2 separate regions of the Mus musculus genome follow, and region 1 is linked to region 2. A link is a contact called in public HiChIP or PLAC-seq data. All regions are on one chromosome and are shown on one strand. The core of a region is the stretch at or near the end of the contact, and the rest is flanking DNA. Distances in the headings are between cores, read along the strand shown.

What was found. HiChIP or PLAC-seq counts read pairs in DNA pulled down with a chosen protein or histone mark.
Region 1: a FOXA1 HiChIP or PLAC-seq map of pancreatic cancer cells shows a contact between it and region 2. The contact joins the promoter of Map4k3 here to the promoter of Galm in region 2.

Annotation. Positions count from the first base shown.
Region 1 is chr17:80,725,953-80,729,820 of GRCm38.p6, reverse strand. Map4k3 (mitogen-activated protein kinase kinase kinase kinase 3) reads left to right here and starts at 1,796. Exons shown (of 34, transcript NM_001290345.1): 1 at 1,796-2,027. The coding sequence starts at 1,932. It also overlaps the pseudogene Gm9959.
Region 2 is chr17:80,126,183-80,130,363 of GRCm38.p6, reverse strand. It overlaps Galm (galactose mutarotase), which reads right to left and starts at 2,893. Exons shown (of 7, transcript NM_176963.4): 1 at 2,459-2,893. The coding sequence starts at 2,648.

The DNA.
Region 1 (3,868 bases), core at 547-3,046, 600 kb before region 2:
TATTTTCATTCCTTGTGAGCAGTTAATTACAAAAGACCTTTTTATTTATGGCCTAACCCATGTGGCAAATCGAGCCCTTACAAGAAAATCTGTCTCTCTGGGGAAAAAAAAAAAGGAGAAGAAGTAGTTAAGCCTTGCCAAAATGGAACAAACAAAACTTGAAAGCCTGTTCCAACCCCACTGAAATGTCTTTTCCCTTTGAAAGAAGCCTATTAGTGATGCAAACACTCGGTTATCTGCAGAGATGATAATCCCAGCAAACAAAACAGTGAAACCATTAGAACTTTCTGGTGCAAGCCGAATGGCTTTCAGTCCTGGAAACTTGGCTTTTTTTTTTTTTTTTTTTTTTTAAAGCACAAAAGGGCAGAGAAAGCAAGCAGAGCAGGTCCTGCTTTGAGAGACTTCCATTTCCTTATCTGAATCCAGAATTATCTGCCTGTTTAGCCTAAAGAAGACAAACAGTTCTCCGCCCACAGCACAGGCAGAAGGCAGGCCTGCTCCTCAGCCCCTGCAAGTGCCTTCCACCGGGAGGAAGCGGGGAAAACCATGCCTCGTCCCGAGGAGCTCAGGATAGCACAGCCTTAAGGTTTATCCTCAATTAATCCTGTGACGTGCACTCCTGGGGCAGAATTGCAACCCTGTCACAATCTGATGCTTTGGGATAACTAAAGTGCTTGGATGACTCCACGTATGGTTTGGAGCACACAATTTGGGAATTTAGTCAATAGGTAAGTTTACTGTAAGTAACATGATAGAAAGGTTTTAAGGTTTGATGAGACCAAGTTTCTGAGAAGGAATTGGACATTAAGGCACATTAGTCTTTAGGTCCCTAAAGAGATTAGAAAAGCATTTTTAAAGCAAAATATCCAACAGAGCGCCAGAGTGGACCTCGCTACAGCTTTTGGAAATGGGTAGTAGTTAAGTTTACTAAGAACTCAACATTGACCCTTCCACTGCCTAAGTCCTTTCTTAGCTAACTTTTAGCAGTCTGGACGTAATGCTGGTTATCTGGATCTTATGCTGGGTGGAGCTCTGGGCAGGTAATGTCGCGGCTACGTAGCTTCCGGATGGTCACGTGTTTACATTTCAGGTGTGGGAATAGATCCCTGTCCAGGCCACACCCTCTGCAACCACCCTCGTCTCAGGGTTGTCAGACAGCTTGCGTAGTCCCCGCCCCGGGCTTTGAAAAATCCAGCCTTCTCCCTGGACAGAGGTCAATCACGGCTTTGGTTCTGCACTGCTTCCCGCCCACTCCCTCCACGGATTTCTCCCCGCCCCTTGTTCTCTCTGCACCCCTGTCAAGCCAACCCCAAGAGCCCAAGTGTCACTGTCCCCCGAGGGTCTTTCTCACCTTTCTGATGGGGACCTCCTCCCCTAAACCTAGAAGAAAGGGTCGGGGCTCTCGGATGTACTTGCTCTTAGAAAGTTGGGGAATACCGTCTTGTGCGTGGCAACTACTACCTGCTGGGGCTGGGGCTGGGACCACAAGCAGCGAGTCCAACTTTGTTACCCGGAGTCTGGCGCGTCCGGCGTGTCCCGACCGGGCGCGCGAGCCGGGGGCGCGCAGGGCCCGCCGGGAGCGCGCGGCCTCCGGGATGGCGGCTGCGCAGTGGCGAGCGGGGCCGGGAACCGGAGGGAGGGCGTGCGGGCGGGCGGAGCGGAGCGGCGGGCGGAAGCCATGTTGGAACTGCACCCCGAGCGAGGGGCTGCGGGCGCGCTCCTCTCCTGGTGGGTGTGACCCGGCTCGGCGCGGCGGCGGGGGGCGGGGACGCCGGGCGGCTCGTCGTGGTCGGCGGCGGCCGCGGCGTGCAGCCGGGCGATTGTGACCGGCGGCGGAGCCGGGCCGGCCGCGGGCGCTCCCTCCGTGCGGCCCCCGTGAGCGCCCCCCCTCCCCGGGCCGGGAGGGAGGTGGGGGGCACCCGGGGCCCGCCATGAACCCGGGCTTCGATCTGTCCCGCCGGAACCCGCAGGAGGACTTCGAGCTGATCCAGCGCATCGGCAGCGGCACCTACGGCGACGTCTACAAGGTGAGGGCAGGGGCGGCCGAGCCGGGGCCTGCGCCGCGGGGGACGGAACAAAGAGGCAGGCGTGGGGACCTCAGCCCTCGGCGTCCTCGCCGGAGCTGTGCCCGGGACGCGCGGGTCTCTGACCCTCCCAGGCTCTCCTGCGTGCAGTCCCGGGAAGGGCTGCGGCCGGAGCCGCTGCGTTCCTGGGAGGGCGGAGCGGGGCTGGGCGCTTGTTGCCTGGGCAGGGTCTGTGTGACGAACCCCGGTGCTGGGGCTTGGCGCTTGACAAACCTACGTGCCTCTCCGGGACCTGGGATCATAGGCCCCGGTGGCTGGGAGCTACTGTCCGCCCGGGCCTGCTGGATCTGTCCTAACGCTGGGCAGCCTCCATCGACAGCTTAGCCTTTAGCCTCTTAACATCTGCCCGTGCTTTAGCCTTTAGCCTCTTAACATCTGCTTGTCAGTTCCTTGTAATTTTCCAAGTAGTCATGTTTTGTAAAAAGAGATGGGTTTTTGGAGGCAAGACAGCAACTTCGAGGTTTTTTTTTTTTCCTCCAAAAAGAATTGGATAATGGGGTTTGTTTTTGTCAGTGACACATAGGAATCAGATATTTTTCCTTTTCTTTTTCTTTCTTGTGTGTGTGTGAGAGTCGAGTATCTAGGAAGAGTATTGGTTTGACAAGGTTAGAATTCAGAGCTCCTTAGCAGGACAGCGTTTCTGTTGCAGAGGGATCGCTTCTAAATGTGGGAGGATAAATCGTTCTTCCCTGGCCAGTAAAACTCTTGGCCTCGCGGAGTCTGCCAAGAAGGGAGGCGGATAGTGCCAAAGGTGGCAGCAGTCTTGATTTAGTTGCCTATCTACTTACATGGTAACTGAAGTTGGGCTCCTGTTTTCCAGAACACCTGAGGATGCCCAGAGTATGACTTGGAAAGTTTAGTTTTCACTTTATTTTTGCCCACGCTAAAGCAATGGGCTTTTTATTCTTGCCTCAATGGAACGCATAAGGTAAGTTAGCCAATACCTCAGGTCTTTTGTGAGTGATCTGCTTGGCTTTTGTGAATGATCACATAGCACCACACTTTCCTCTGTTGACAAAGGTGTGTGGAGCATAACTCCAGTGTATAACTTAGCAGCCACGTGTTGATGAACTAAAGACAGGAATGGACCCAGATTTATTTGAAGTCTTTTTTTTTTTTTTTCCTGGACAAGAACAGCATTAAACAGCAGAGTTTCACTTCATTCCAGTCGTATTCTGTGTAGAGAGGACGTCAAGGGTCTGGCAAAGGTTGCTAGCACAGAACAAGAGGGCTGGGTTTGTCCCCCCTCCAGTCTGGCAGCTTCTAGCCAAGATCTGGAAGATGATAAGGCCTTGCTCAGGGCAATGGTGAGAGGGGACGAAGCCACGTAGAGGGGTCATGATCCGAAGGCCACAGACACCAGTGTGAAGCTGAGAAAGACGGAACCTGAGCAGCCACAGGGATCCTGGATGTGGACCCTGGTTCCTATAGACCTTCTAGCTGTGGGACTTAGGGGAGTCCTGCCAGGGAGGTGAAATTAGATAAGGATTTTCCCTTTCGTTTTTAAAAGTGTGTGTGTGTGTGTGTGTGTGTGTGTGTGTGTGTGTGTGTTCACACAGAGATGTCCCTGGAGGCCAGAAGAGGGCATCAGATCTCTTGGAGCTGAAGTTGCAGGCAGTTGAGAGCTGTCTGACATGGGTGCTGGGAACCAAGTTGGAGTCATGGAAGAACAGCCGGTGCTCACAGCTGCTGAGCTGTCTTTCCAGGCCCCATTTCTTTCTTTCCTTTTGGTTGTATTTTTTTGGTATACAGGATTTTGCTGTGTATCTCAGGCTGACCCGAAA
Region 2 (4,181 bases), core at 1,644-4,143:
GTTTGCTAGGCCCCGGCATAGTCTCACAAGAGACAGCTACATCTGGGTCCTTTCAACAAAATCTTGCTAGTGTATGCAATGGTGCTTTCTCGCCTTTTAAAGTAGCTTTTCAGTATTCAAATCACAGCACAGGAATGAAAATGTCCGTCTTCACACAGCACCAAGAAGATTTTAAAAGCTTTGATTGGGTGAAGCCATAGGCTGGCGATGCTCAACCTTCCTAAGGCTGGGACCCTTTAAGATAATCTCTCATGTTATGGTGACCACCCCTCCCCAGCACAAAATTATTCCGTTGCTACTTCATAACTGTAATTTTGCTACTACATTTAATCATAATTTAAATATGTGACATATAGGTTATCTGACATGGAACCCACAAAGGAGTCTAGACTCACAGAGTGAGAGCCACGGCTCCAGGCTCCAGAGCCTTCTCAGTCACCAGGTAGCTCAACAAGAGACCGGCTGGGGCGCTAGTAAAGGCCTAAGAGTTGGCGCCTTTTGTCTAGAGTTTTTGTGAATAGGATAATCTGTTCACTAAGCCTCCAACAGGCACCCGGACGACAATGAATAGCTTCACAATTATTACTTCCGTGCCTGTAAGGAAAACTGGTGCTACCTGGGTGGGATGTCACCTCAGCTCACATTTCATAATGACTTCAAAGACATCTTGAGATTTTAGCTCAGGTCTCCCGGACTCTTACCTCCAAACTGAAAGTGGCCTGGAGTGAGGGTGGTTGGTATGTCTCTGGTCGCTGTAGGGTGGTGGGTTGTGCCCCTCTGCATGCCCAGTGAGGCAGAGACAGATGAAAAGAGCAGGTTCCCACCTGCTACCTCTAATCTCTTCCTGGTTCTGGAGTTCTAGGCCTCATATCAGATTCCCCCTCCACTCCACTGTAAATAATCTCTTGGCGATTTTATTTCAGCCCACAAAGGGGCTATTTTCCTAGCATAGAGGAGTGACTCTGTAGTTTCTAAAACTTTCTCCATCACCTGTCTGAATATAGAATGAGGAGCCAAGTCTCCACACCTTCCCACCAGCCTGTCTCTTATAACAAACAGCCTTCTCAATTAAGTTACCAAAGAAATTCTGCTGGGGGAAAAATAATAATCTTCAGGGCTGTGGAGGCTCCAGGACAACAAAGACATAAAGACAGCCAGCCAAGAAGAGAACATAAAACTCAGCAATCCTCTTATAATGCGTTTTGACAAGATGGGGGGGGGGCACATTAATTGCCTAAGGGACAAGTAAAAAAAAAAAAGTAAATAAGACAGGGTTTTCCTGTTGATCCCAAATGAAGAGCCAGGTTAAACATATGAAGAACCAGTTAGGTAGAAAAGGAACCACAAGGAAAACCTCAAATCCCCTTTTGTGGTACAAAGTTTGTTTACACCCATTACTGAGCAGAGCGAATTCATTCTCTTTCCATTTGCCCATTTTACTTCAGGGTTTGTTTTCTGTCTGGTTACGTGCAATGCTAAGGAATGGCAAGATATAATTTTTTCTCCTGCTGCAAATCAAACCGCAATCCAATGATTTAATTATGTAACTATTGAGCTAAAGTCTGAGCTCCGCGCCCCGCCCTCCCCCCCCCTCCGTAAACTGCAAGTTGAAAATGACCTTTGTCTATCTTGTTGAGTCCACTGCATTAACAGAGCTGTAAATGCATAAATTAAGATAAAACCTATGCGTGGATCAAGATGAAACGGCTGGCTCTTGCTCCAGGACAGCTTAGGCAGAACGAGGCCCTGTCCATTTAAAACAAAACAAAACAAAACAAAACAAAAAAACCCCACAAACACAAACAAAACAGACAAACAAAAACAAAAAGACATGCTGCGAATTGCGCAGCTGATCCTGATGACTATGTCCACGTCTTAGGAGGCCTTATTTCTACCCCTTTCATTGAGAACATGTTTCTGAGCAGATGAAGGACATTGTGCCCTACCTACATTGACCACAACAGCCAAGCAATCTGATGGGTTTACATCAGTCCTAAATTCTAAAGCATTTCTGCTCAAGGAGCCCTCAGAGAAGATTTGACAAGAGAAAGAAGGGAGATAGTAGCAGGCGCCCGTCCGTCTTTGATTTTCATTCCTCAGAAAACCACAAGCGAGGAATACATGCAAACCGCCCTGTGCCCCACAGTTCTAAGCTCATTCCAGGGAGTTGGTCTTTCTCAGCTGACTTCCTCGTGAACAGTGACAAAGTCTGACTAAGGGGGGCCAAGTCCTACAGCTATTTGGATTAGATCCGGTTTTTTTTTCCAACCTCAAAATCCTGTTAAGTGGCTTACATGAGCCCGTTCACGCGCTTCCAAGTAAGACTGCTCCAAGCTTGGGGACCTCAGTCAGGTCCCGTGAGTGACTGGAAGAACCCAGTGTACACAGGATCAGGAGTGTGTGCGGGCCTGTTTGACAGGCCAAACCGTTTAGCAGTCCTGGGCAGGACGCGACCCACCTTCCAATTCCGCAAAGCCAAGCACCACGTCTGAGGCTTTCCCCTGCCTGTCTTTGACCTGCAGAGCAGTGATCGTGCAGCCCCATGAGATGATGTCCACACTCAGCTGGTCTGACCGAAGCTGGAATTTCTCCACTGTCCCTCCCCCCGAGGGCAGCTCTCCAAACACGGTTCTGGTCACCGAAACCATTGGGAAAGTTCAGGGTGTGCAGCTTCTCCTTGCTGTTCAAACTCTAGCCTGGATCACGTTTGGAAAGATAAAGTTCCCGGGAGAAGGGGAGGAACTCAGACTAACTCCTCCCCTTTATTGCCTGGATTTAAACAGTTGACCACTCCTGGGGTCGGGGAAAATGCTCCGATGCCTTTTTAAAATTTTTCCTTTATCCGAGGTAACTGAGAAGCAAACTTTCCAGTTGAGTTTGCTGGTCTTTTCCTTCTCTAACCCTGACTGCAGTGCATGTCGGGAATAGTAGTCTTTAAGAAAATTGCAATTGCATCTTGGGGCATGTAGTTTAAAACGAACCAACTTTATTTTGCGCAGGTGCGCGCGCGTAAGGCATCTTTAGGGGGTCAAAAAAAGTCTCTCTCTCTCCTCTCCTCTTCTCTCTCTCTCTCTCTCTCTCTCTCTCTCTCTCTCTCTCTCTCTCTCTCTCTCTCTCTCTCTCTCTCTCTCTCTCTCTCTCTCCTCTCTCTCTCTCTCTCTCTCTCTCTCTCTCTCTCTCTCTCTCTCTCTTTCTCTCCTTTCCTCCTTTCTGAAAAGGTTCTCTCTTGTCCCTAATGGGCTCTGAAGAAACACATCTGGTGGGCAGGCTTGGAGGCCCGCTCCTTTACCTACTTTTCATCATCTCTTGGGCCATTCTGGTGTGGATTATCTGGGACTAGATTTAAAGAAACTGAAGGTTTGATGGCTAAGTCTGACGTTTCTCCTTTGTTGGCCTAGGATTAGGAAAGTGTTATTAGGATCCTCAGTAAGATCATGAGATTAAAATACCTCAGTCTTTCATTGCTTAATCTACAGCTCTAGATGGATTCTGGCTCTAGGAAGAAGAGGTCTGGGAGCCTAAAGACGTGTATAACTCAGTCTATCTGTATTTCTGGTCTTGATTTAGACACGGTGAGGGTGGAAACGCATCTGTGGTTAGAAAAACAGGAGAACTGAGCTCATGTTCCTGTAATCAAATGCCAATAAACAACTGTCTCACTCGTTTCTGACTGTGAAATATGAAGGAATCTTAAGCATTCATGCTACAAAGCCTCAATTATCCCTCTCGAAATTCGGGAAACTCTGATAGGAAAGAAAAAGAGCTTGCAGCAGGCTTTATTAAAGTACAATATCTAATATCAAAAAGACCCAAACAAGTCAAATTACAGACTGTGCGTCCCCTCACACAATAACCCAAAGGCACTCTTGTACACTGCTCATCACACACTCTTACAGACTCTGCAAGTCTCCTCAGCCCACTTACCGTGTGTGCCTGACTTATACACAGGCCCTTTCAACAACACTGTGCTAGCAACGATGCCTGAGAACCCTCTTCTGTGAGTGGGAAGACCACAGTTTTTATTTCTCAGCCTCCAGTTCTCAGTGTTCTGCCAAGCTCATGCTGCCAAGGGAAGAAAGACACCTTGGGTGGCTAGCACCAAGTGTAACCAGAGACGTTCCTATTGCTTAACTTGGCGCATGAAGTGTACCATATTTCCCTAAGATGTACAGGGTACGGGT